Linked DNA regions of Zea mays: region 1 is linked to region 2. A link is a contact called in public Hi-C data. All regions are on one chromosome and are shown on one strand. The core of a region is the stretch at or near the end of the contact, and the rest is flanking DNA. Distances in the headings are between cores, read along the strand shown. Region 1 holds the start of LOC103626442 (protein kri1). Region 2 holds the start of LOC100502201 (60S ribosomal protein L30-2).

The links. Hi-C and Micro-C count contacts between places; a contact is called where the count stands out from the background.
Region 1: a contact with region 2 is called in a Hi-C map of leaf, with 7 times the contacts expected there. The contact joins the promoter of LOC103626442 here to the promoter of LOC100502201 in region 2. A contact is called at or near these places in 3 of 25 Hi-C or Micro-C datasets (ear, endosperm and leaf).

Annotation. Positions count from the first base shown.
Region 1 is chr5:61,854,137-61,859,651 of Zm-B73-REFERENCE-NAM-5.0, forward strand. It overlaps LOC103626442 (protein kri1), which reads right to left and starts at 2,789. Exons shown (of 1, transcript XM_008646850.3): 1 at 405-2,789. The coding sequence starts at 2,570. The coding sequence ends at 654. It overlaps LOC100191712, which reads left to right and starts at 4,241. Exons shown (of 13, transcript NM_001137141.1): 1 at 4,241-4,807. The coding sequence starts at 4,317.
Region 2 is chr5:61,316,369-61,321,938 of Zm-B73-REFERENCE-NAM-5.0, forward strand. It overlaps LOC100502201 (60S ribosomal protein L30-2), which reads right to left and starts at 3,168. Exons shown (of 5, transcript NM_001196678.1): 1 at 3,087-3,168; 2 at 2,770-2,875; 3 at 1,123-1,224; 4 at 631-699; 5 at 321-547. The coding sequence starts at 3,107. The coding sequence ends at 507. LOC111589380 (small nucleolar RNA Z103) reads right to left here and starts at 2,005; the gene lies at 1,910-2,005. LOC111589381 (small nucleolar RNA Z103) reads right to left here and starts at 2,188; the gene lies at 2,093-2,188.

The DNA.
Region 1 (5,515 bases), core at 1,539-4,038, 540 kb after region 2:
GACCTTTGCCTTTTGTTTCGTCGTTTTAGCCGTCGCTTCGAGTTCTTATCTCCGGGATTGTTTTCACCGTTGTAATACTTCTACCTGTCATGCGACCTAACTTACCATTTGTCTCTGCAAAACACACGTTAGTCACATATAATATTACGTTGTCATTAATCACTAAAACCAACCAGGGGACTAAATGCTTTCAGCGGCTACTTACAATCTGCAATATTATCAGATTTCTGTCTGGATTAAACAGTATAATCACCTAGGCTAGATTCATTCAAATGGCACATATTTATTCACAATAACAGTGACATAATTACGATGCAAATGCAACAGAGACATGAGATCATATTCCAATTCATCACCAGGATAAGCGGATAACCTGACCATCCACGAAAGGAGGTGCACAACAGTGACAAGAAAAATTGCAGGGAAATTATATTATATATATATGGTCTACAAATAAAACAATCAAAATCAAAAGGAGGCGCACAACACAATGTCTGCAAAACTATAAGACAACAGATGTTTCTACTAGGGCAACACTAGTTTTGCATCTCCCAAAATAGAAGCAAGGACAGCTAAATCTAAGACTTTCACCTGTCCAATGCATAAAAAGAACAGCAAAATTCCCCAGATGTACTTTGATGAATCTCAGAAGGTCAATGGCTCTTGTGACGCTTTGAATTTATCTTTCCATATGCCTCTAATCGATCACTGGATGGCCTTAGCTCAGACTTGCGACGCTTCCGCCGTTCACTTCTGGTAGACTTTTTCTTGGCATCTGTTGACTCTTGCCCATTTGTCATCCTGTCGTTCTCTGTTTTTGAAGAACTAGGGTCTTCCTCAGACCTAGATTTCTTGCCAGATTTGTCCTTCTTCCCTTCCTTCTTCTGGCCTCCAAGGATCAAATCCTTGCTCTGCTTCTTATGATGTGTAACCTTCCATTCATCCTCTCTGTAAGGAGCTAGCTTCTTAACGGAAACATACTGGTTCAAATCCTTGTCATCTGATGCCAATATATCATAGGTACTCAGACCAAAACTATTGGGCTTAACTTGTTTATACTTGAACCGAGTCTTGATATCTCCAATAGTGTCCTCGTAGTCTAACTTGTAGTACTCTTCCATCTCTTTCTCAAGCTCCACCTTGTCTTTGAGAGAGATCTTCCCTTTTTCACCTTTCGCATCAGTGGCAGTAGACTCTTCTTTTGAATGGTCACTAGCCCAGCCCTTAGGAAGCCCAAGCAATTCGTCTTCTTTGCCAAAATCCGGCTTCTCCAAATCCATCTCCTCACCACTTCCAAACTCAGGATCAACCTCATCAGCCTCATAGTAACTATCATCAAACATCTCCTGCATCTTTTTGTCATAATCCTCCGGATCAAAATCCTCCTCCAAGTCATCAGCACCAAGCTTACAAGCAGCATCTCCTTCAATCCCAGCAATCATTCGGATCCTCTCAAGCTTCTCTGCAATCTCTTTCTTCTTCAAATTCTTGAGATGCTTCAGCTCCTCTGCTTGCTCTTGCTTAACACGGGCCATCCGCTCCTCTTTGCTCTTGCGCTGCTGCTTTCTGCTGCTCTCCTTCTTCCTCACCGAACCTTCAACAACCCTTGAATGTCCCAACACCCGATCCGCCACCACTGCCCCTGATGCCATGGCCTCCTCATGCCGGTAATTATAAGCATGCTCATACTCTTCCTGAATCTCGAGCTCCTCTTCATCTGACAATTCCTGGATATTATCTAGATAGGACTTACTCTTCTCTGTCTCAAGGTACGGCCTCTTAAGAAAAAATTCCTTCAAGAACTTCTCGTTCTCATCCAGCTCCTCATCCTTCCCAAAGACCTCACCAGCAAGGTCCTTTGTCTGCTTCTCCTCCTCGTCCTCCTCCGCTTCGTCGTCAGCTCCTGCTCTAGCCTTTTCCTTCACCTGGAATAAATCGCCATCATCGTCTCCACCATCGCCTAATGCTTCTTTCTGTGCCTCAAGGAAAGCCTCCAATCCCTTCTTCTGCTGCTCGTCATAAGCGATCCTCTCGAACTTGCTGCTGCTCCGGCTGGGCTGCGCTGCGAACTCGGGGCCCTCCTCGAGCAGGTGGCGGGCATTAACGTCCTTGAGGTACAGAGGCTTCTCCTTCTTGGTCTTTTCCTTCTCCTGCTTGGACTCTTCTTGCTTCTTGGCGTCCTCACCTTCCTCGCCGCCTTCCTCCTCCGAGGAGTAGACCTTGGCGTCCTTGTCGAGGATGCGGGGATCGCCGCTGCGGATGCGGCGGATCACCTCGAACATGCGGCGGTCGACTAGGCGCGAGGCAATGGCGGCCGCCTCGTCCTCCTCCTCCGACGACGACTCGGACTCCGACTCGTCGTCGTCGGAGGCGGGGACCAGGCCCTGCTTCCTGCGCTCCTCGAGGCGCTGCAGCGCCTCCCGCCGCTTGTTGTGCTCGAAGCGACGCGCGTACTCCTCGTTGATCTGGATCTTGGAGAGGTTCTCCCCGCTGTCGAAGTCCTCGTCGGAGCCCGACAGGATGTCCAGCGGCTTCTTCTCCATCTCCTTGGACTTCTTCCTCCTCCCCATCTTCTTCAGCGAGCAACGGCTGGAAGCGGCGAGACAACGGCGGCGTGGAAGATGCTCGGGTTAGGGTTTTAATCGATGGAATCGACACGGGCCGAGACTATTATATCTTGCGCGCAACGTTGGTAAACTGGGCTGGGCCTCGTGGAATAGGACGACCCATGGGCTGACAGTACTTCAGAAGCCCAAGTGTAGCAGTACTACCGTGCCGAGCGTTTGCCTTACTCAAAAGAAGAAGAAAATACTAACGTTTGCCTGTCCAACGAAAAAAAACGACCTTTTTTTACGAGGAAAAAACTGACGAGGCGTTTCGATCGGACTTGTGTGGACTGGTCTGGAGCGCGACGCCGACCGGTGCCGAGTGAGATCGCTGTGGCCGGCCCCTCGCGGCCCAGCAGGGAGCAAGTGGCCTCGTGCCCGACGAGCACCTCAGCTTTTGTGTAGCAACTTGCCGAACGCCCGGTCGGCGTCGTGCGTGCGTGACGCACCACGCACCTATAATAATTAACTCTATTATTATATGTTTGGGCGGTGCTCCGTCGTAGGAGCAGCAATAACTGTCAACTGAATTGACACCGTCGGCGTAGTCATTAGCCAAAAAAAACTAAACTTAGGTTCGCCTACAAATACAAAAGCAAAAGCAAAAATAAAAGCAAAAGCAATTTGTTTAGAAGTTGCTGGTTCGCATGATTGATGTGATTATATTTGTATTGACTCACGTACGGCATGGATGTGGTTGAGATCGGATCACGCATCCCATTTGGCATGTGCAAGCAGGATGGATCTCTCGCCGTATGTACAGACGTGCAGTACGTCGTCGCACACGTTGCCTTGAGCTTCGCTCCATTGTCTAAATACTTTATTACAGAGGAAACACATAACACCTATAAAAACTATTAGTTTTATAAAACTTGCCATTCAATAATATCCTAATAATGTTTATTTATTTGGAGTCATATGAGTATGTTCATACCAGTGATCTCTGAATTTGTTAAGAGATGTCGATTAGATTCATAAACTTTAAAATTGTAGTTTTATGTTCTTGAACTGGTTAAATAATATATCATACATCTCTAAGTTTATGAAAATAGTGCATTGCAGGTCTAGATTTGGAACATACAGACCACCGTTATGTCTCATTTAAGTACGAGGAATGTTGCTCGTGCATTTATCTAATGTTATTTTTTAAAATCAATAATACATATTCTCTCCGTTCACATGATTTAGTCGTTTTAATTTGTCATAAGCCAACTATTATCAACTTTGACCGATTACATAAGATATTTTATAAAATTTTACAATATAAAAATAAAACTACTAGAGTCATTATGACTTGAACTACTATAATATATGATTCTTTTAGTTTAAAATAATGTAATCTTATCTATTATTCGTCAAAATTTACATAGTTTGATTTAGAATAATTCTAAAATGACTAAATTATGTGGAGGAAAGGAGTAGAAATTTCAACACATAAAGACACGTGGAGTTTTTAAAAGAAGGAAATACATGACAGGTGAAAACGAAACGATTCTTAAAATTTCCAATAAGTACTCATGAAACTGCGGGGGACAATAGCAAAAACGAAACGGCGACCACATACAAAACAGCGACTCCCTTGTTGCCGGCTATAGCTTTTGCCTCCGTTTCGCTTTGATAAATAAAAGCCATAACTCCCGGCCGTCCATCGCTCGCCTCCCCTCCCTCCCTCCCCGCCGCTGTCTCCGGCGACAGCCAGCCTCATCGTCCATGGCCTCTACATGCCTAGCCCCCGCCTCCCTCTCCACGCCCCTGCTCTCCGACTCCATCGCGCGCGCGCCCGCCGCCAACGGGCACGCCACCAACCACCGACACCACCACCACGACGACAGCGACGGTGCTGCGGCGGTCTCCGTTTGCGACGACGGCGGCGGGGACCCGTTCGCGTTCCTCTCGGAGGACCGGCCGCCGAGGGACCGAGGGCCGTCCCCGGCCGACCCGTTCCGCAACGGCACGCCGGCGTGGGGCGGCGGCGTGTACGCGTGGTCGAGGACGCTGCTGCTCCTGCCGGTCGCGTTGGTGCGGCTGGCACTGTTCGGGCTCTCCATCGCGATCGGCTACGCGGCCACGTGGGTGGCTCTCCGCGGGTGGGCGGACACGCACGGGAGGCCGCGGGTGGGCGGCGGGCCTATGCCGGCGTGGCGCCGCCGGCTCATGTGGATCACGCGGATCTCAGCTCGCTGCATCCTCTTCTCTTTCGGGTGAGTCGCTCGGTTGCTGGATCGCGGGACGCGATCTGGATCGTAGACTTGGTCTCATTTTGATTTGATCTAATCTGGTAGCTAATAGCCGCTGCCTGGCATTTTTTCCCTAAAAAACATAATACTAGATGATTAGATTTGTGTGGTGAGATGGGGCTTTCTAATCCTATGTGTCGATGACGCGATTGTGGGATGCGGGTTGGTTTGCTGGATTTGGAGGGCTGCTATTTCGCAACAACGTGCCTATTTTGTTGGGAGCGCCTCAATGATGTGGTTAGTGGCCTGGTGGGACGATGCTGTAGCGGAAGCTGAATGTCCGTGCGGCAGATGTGTTTATGGCGTGTTGTCGTGTTGATGCTAACTTCATGAATTGCAGCTTTGAAGAGACCAATAGGATTATAGGAAACGAACGGGTTAGAAACGTTGGAGGTTGGACCATTCGTACATGCGTTCAGCTAGGTTACGTCAAGAGCGAAAACGTGTGCACAGTTCAACCTGAGATTCCATGTGCATGTGCATGCTGAAATGAAAGGTGGGGGTGTACCATGTTACAAATAGGAATTTCTCCTGTGGTCCTTCCATCCATTGCAATGATTTCAATAGCCCCGAATGGTGGGCAATTTCTCTTCACTGAAAATCATGGGCAATTTCTCTGTCCTGAAAATCAATACCCCAAATGGTGGGCAATTTCTCTATAGACTGAAAAAA
Region 2 (5,570 bases), core at 1,918-4,417:
CATTTTACATCATTACATAGGGAGGCCTTTACTCCCACCAATATAGGTTATGAACCTTTTTTTGCCTGCCACTATAAATCAAAATTCCCTGGATTTAAGTATATTTGCAGAAAAATATAAACAAACATATAGACCAAACAACCTTATAAATTGAGTACGACTTGAATATGTAAAATTTACTATCACAATACCGATGACTTAAGACAAGACTGTCCTGCCCGAGGTACCATGTTTAAAGCAGCATCGTGTACCAACAGTAAACAAGATACAAATTTGACACAACAGAGAATAGTGCAATTTTGAGCAGTGGGGGACTAAATGCTGTAATCCGAGCACATCCGGCAAGAGATCCATTCAACAATTAGCAAATGTCTGGAACGAAATGTTCAATCCACACAATGTTGCCAAGAACTCTATAAATTCTGACGGAACACGATAAAAGACAAGTACATCAAAATCATCAGCTACTAAGAATTCAGATGCCGAGTACAGCTGTTGTGGCATCCTTACTGCTCGCCCGGTGTAGTCTTGATGATATCAGAATCACCTGAAATCACAATAAAACAACTCTTCATATCCATGTTTTGATCAAAGCATCAAAGTGACTTGTGATATGGAGGCGGCTTTTACCAGGATCGATAATGCTGAGGCAGCAGACACGGAAGTATTTTCCACAGGCTGTTCCAAGGTCAACATTGTCTGGAAAACAACAAAATACAGTTAATTTTAGGACTTGTAACAACAGCTAGTTGCATAGACCAACACAACCCTGTCTCAAATAACATGATAGGAACCAACTATGTACATTATTTAGTTATTCCTAATAACATAGTGTGGTATGCATTACCTTACAATGTAAGTTCTTGTCATATATATTGCAAAGCGAGTAATAATTATGGATTTATGGAAGCCAAAACTTCCTTTCTATTTGATTTATAGTTAATAATTATCTTATGCATTAAACATGCATGGGTGACATTCTTGTGCTTTTCTGCAACTGGCTAGACATTGCAGAACAGTACAAATCAGGGGCTAAAAGAAAAGGTAACATGCCAACTGACAGTTGACATTTCCCTAGATAATGCAACATCGATTGAAGAAACAGAAGGGATGATAACTTACTTCCATGGAAGTGGTGGACTGTCACCTTAGCCAGCATAGCATAGTACTCAATTTCAGACTTCCGAAGCGGAGGACAGTTGTTAGCAATGATCACTAGCTTTGCTGAAAATCAATACATTGATTTAGGCATATTACAAGCATGCTATATAACAAATGATATTGTGTAGAGTCTAAGGCAGAAATTATAGTTTTGTGCACTCACATCTAATTTTAAAGAAGTTATTATCATGTCGAATGAACAGTTAGGCAAAGAAAAGGAGTCAGACCTTAGTAACCAAGTTACCGGATAGATGGGGTCAAGAAACGGGAACGTGGTACAATACTTAAAAAGGATTTTGACACTGAGGGGGTGAGATTGTATCCGTGTTCCCAGAACACAACAAACAAATAAAGTTACACGTTTAAAATACTATACTAGATGGGACATACTCAAAACAATTGTACATAACATAATCCACAAAAAACACTATAAAGCAAACAAAATATAAATCTGAAAGAAGATATCCCCCACTCATGCTCAACCAGTGATATCATGCACAGGTACCATATACGCACAAAACAGGGAGAGGATTATTATGGCGTTGACTCATACACAATGGCCATATAAATACATCCATTGGTAATCAGTTTTCAACGCAGAACTCAAATGTCAGTCACATAAAATAACTGTTTGAAATAAATAGTAACCTAAAAAGAGCAAGCAATGACAACAAACTTTATGTACAGGCTTGAGATAAATTCAGAAATTAAGATACACAACAAATAAAGCAAAACAGCAAAACAAACAGAGGATCAGAATTCTGGCTTGGTTTTCTCAGATGAGAAATTATAGCGCTCAGTATGTTCATTGTCGATCATCTGGGGAAAGGGTCATCATATCCTCATAAGTGTGCAACATAGTTAAAAAACACAAAACGAGGCTACAAATAAGCACTACATAAAATTCAGAAATACATTTTATGCAAAAATGGAGGATCAGAATTCTGGCTTGGTTTTCTCAAAAGAGAAATTATGGCACTCAATATGTTCACTGTCGATCATCTGGGGAAAGGGTCATCATATCCTCATAAGTGTGCAGCAACACAGTTAAGATAACAGAAAAGGCACAAAAAGAGGCAACAAAAAAACACCACATGGAATTCAGAAATATTTTATCATAAACGGATGATTAAAATTATGGCTTGGTTTTCTCAGATGAGAAATTATAGCGCCCAGTATGTTCACTGTCTATCATCTGACCTTCCACTGATAACATTAAGTATAGAGTGAACAAACATTCAGTGACGTAGATAAAAATACGTTGTCCAGAGAATATTTCGGTGGGCGTCCATGCAGCCACAAAGTTCATAGTGGCTGAGGTCATGAGCCCTATTCTCCTTCTTTCAATGTCGTATTTCCATCTTGACATCTAAAAATGTTCACTTCACTTGATTTTTCCCCTGCATAATCCTAATACTCCCACTGTGAGCAGTAAAAAAACAGCTACATGAACACGTCCATAGGCACGGATTGAACATCCACGGGATCAATCTACGGTATTGTAACATAGGCAGACATCCATATGCACCGATTTGACTACCTAACCCGTTAATCAAGAGCTAAGTAGCCTTACGCATGAGACAGAATATAAAGTGTGAGCTTCCTTACACTTAGAATTCCTGAGGGTCCTGAGGACAGTCTTGTAGCCGAGCGTGTACTTGCCGCTCTTCATCACAAGCTGAAGCTTGTTGTTGATGTTGTCCGTGGACTTCTTCTGCACAAAACCAACAACGAAAAACGAAAAACAGAGCTTAGAACATAAATTGCAAGACTGGAAACATGAATACTTGGAATGCAGCAGCAAGACATGTTGCCGCCCAGAAGACGGCAGCAGATCGACGGAAAAGGTGGGAGAAACGTGGGCTTGTAGTCGAGAACTCGAGATACGGGGGTAGATGTGAGAGGGCAGCAGATGTGATCGTTACCGTCTTCTTTGCGGCCACCATGGTTGCGCCCCGATGAGTGACGGCGTCGAAGCGGCTTTGCGCGGCGGCGGCTCTTCTCGGGGATGACTGCGGGGCGGAAGGCTGGAGAGCTAGGGTTTGGTTATTTATAGAGTACAAGGAACCCTAGGGGTTACTGATGTGGGCTTTGTATAGGATAGAATGGGGCTTACGAGTTCTTTGAGCCCAGACGGCAGACGCCCAGACGCGGAGTATGAACTTTGATTTTTGTGGCCAGAAAAAAAAATCTCTTTGACTTCAAAAATAGTTATTTCTATTTTTTGTGGCAGAAAAAAACGTGAGACTACGTACCATGTTGTAAATATGCCCTACTACAATGCTCATGGGTTGTGATGGTATGTAAATTATTTGATAAAAAAGTTTGTGAATAACGATTACATAAAAACGAATAACTCATATATTATCATCAGCATGAACGACGATGTGGTCCATGAATGGCCATATTCGTGCTATGAGGTTCTTGATGTAAATAACCTCATAGAGCTTCTTTCTCGCCAGTCACCTCGATGGCCTCGAGCGTTGTTGGGACCATGCTTTGTCGTCGAAGGTCCTGCAGAAAGAAACAACTTCGGCTGAAGCTGCTCATACGTGATGTCGAAGGTGTCATTTCGTGAAGCTTCGGAATTACAAACCGACTTAAAGATAGAATGACCTTTTAGTCCACAAGAGTCCGAGTCATTGTTGTAAACTTTTATGAGGGGTACGATTGTAATTCCTCACGGGCTGTGTCCTGTGCCTATAAATAGTGAACAATATTCCTTTACTGTTCACGCATTCCTGCAATTGCAATCGCATCACTCGGAAATTATACTTTGTCAAGGAAGAGGTATAAATGTGTCTAAATATTACGTTTGAACATCTTAAATTTATATAGTATATAAATGATGTTATTTATTTTCAATTTACTTGTCTTTAATGCTTTATGTCTTACGTTATTTTATATTATCTTTGTGAGTTCAATTACGAAAGTATAACTTTCGTAGTTCTGCCATTATAACCTTCGTCCGAAGTATATCCTTGGGGAAATAATGCTTCAGCGGACGAAGGGCACTGATATTTTAACATTTTATGTTGCCTTATTCTTAATTCATAGCATTTGAGAACAAGTCCCCAACATTGGCGCCCACCTCCGGTGAACTCACTTCCACTTTTTTGAGCTGATGGCTTCGTTCAACGATCAAGCTGGAGCTGCTTCGGCTCCGAAGCTGGTACTCCCGATAACAGGCGGTTCATGCTCAGAGCCAGCCAACAAGAAGCAGAAGAAGGAAGCACAGAGAAGGGTATAGCACGTTGGGGTGCAAGGACCCTTCATCAAGTCAAGATGGTCTCACATTCCAATTACCTTCTCTCAAGAGGATCTCCAACTCAAGGATTACCCACACAATGATGCTATGGTTATCTCTTATGTGATCAAAGGATTCCTGGTCCATAATGTTTTGGTTGATACAAGCAGCGCAGCTGATATCATATTTGCTAAGGCCTTCAGACAGATGCAAGAGCTCGAGGATAAAATTCATGATGCCACACATCCCCTTTGTGGCTTCGGAGGAAGGCAGATCGTAGCACTTGGAAAAATCACAATGTCAATAACCTTCGGATTCATTAACAACACAAGGACTGAACAAGTTGTATTTGATATTGTTGATATGGAATACCCTTACAATGCAATCATTGGTCGTGGTACTCTCAATGCCTTCGAAGCAATCCTTCATCCAGCCTATCTTTGCATGAAGATACCTTCGTACCAAGGGCCCATTGCTATTCATGGAAGTCAGGAAGCTGCCAGAAGGGCCGAAGGAAATTGGACAGACTCAAAAGCAATCCATAACATAGATGGAGCTGAAGCTTGTGAGCAATACAAGTTCAGAAGGGAAAAAGCTGCTTCGGCTGATCAGCCGAAGCCCATGCTCTTATGTGAGGACATAACAGAGCAGAAAGTGCTATTGGGATCTCAACTGTCCGAAGAGCAGGAGAAAACCTTAATAAGGTTTTTGTTCAACTACAAAGATGTTTTTGCTTGGTCAGCTAATGATCTTTGCGGAGTAAACATGGATGTTATTGAGCACTCGCTCAATGTTGATCCATCCTTCAGACCAAGAAAGCAAAGGCTTCGGAAGATGTCTGATGACAAAGCCGAAGGTGCTCGCAACGAAGTGAAAAGACTCCTCAGTGCTGGAGTTATCAGAGAGGTAAAATATCCAGAATGGTTGGCTAACACTGTTATGGTAAAGAAGGCCAATGGTAAATGGAGAATGTGCATCGATTTTACTGATCTCAATAAGGCCTGTCCGAAGGACGAGTTTCCATTGCCAAGGATAGATTCCTTAGTCGATGCAGCAGCTTCATCAGAGCTTATGAGTCTGCTGGATTGTTATTCAGGCTATCACCAAATCTGGATGAAGAAGGAGGATGAACCGAAAACCAGCTTCATTACCCCCAGTGGAA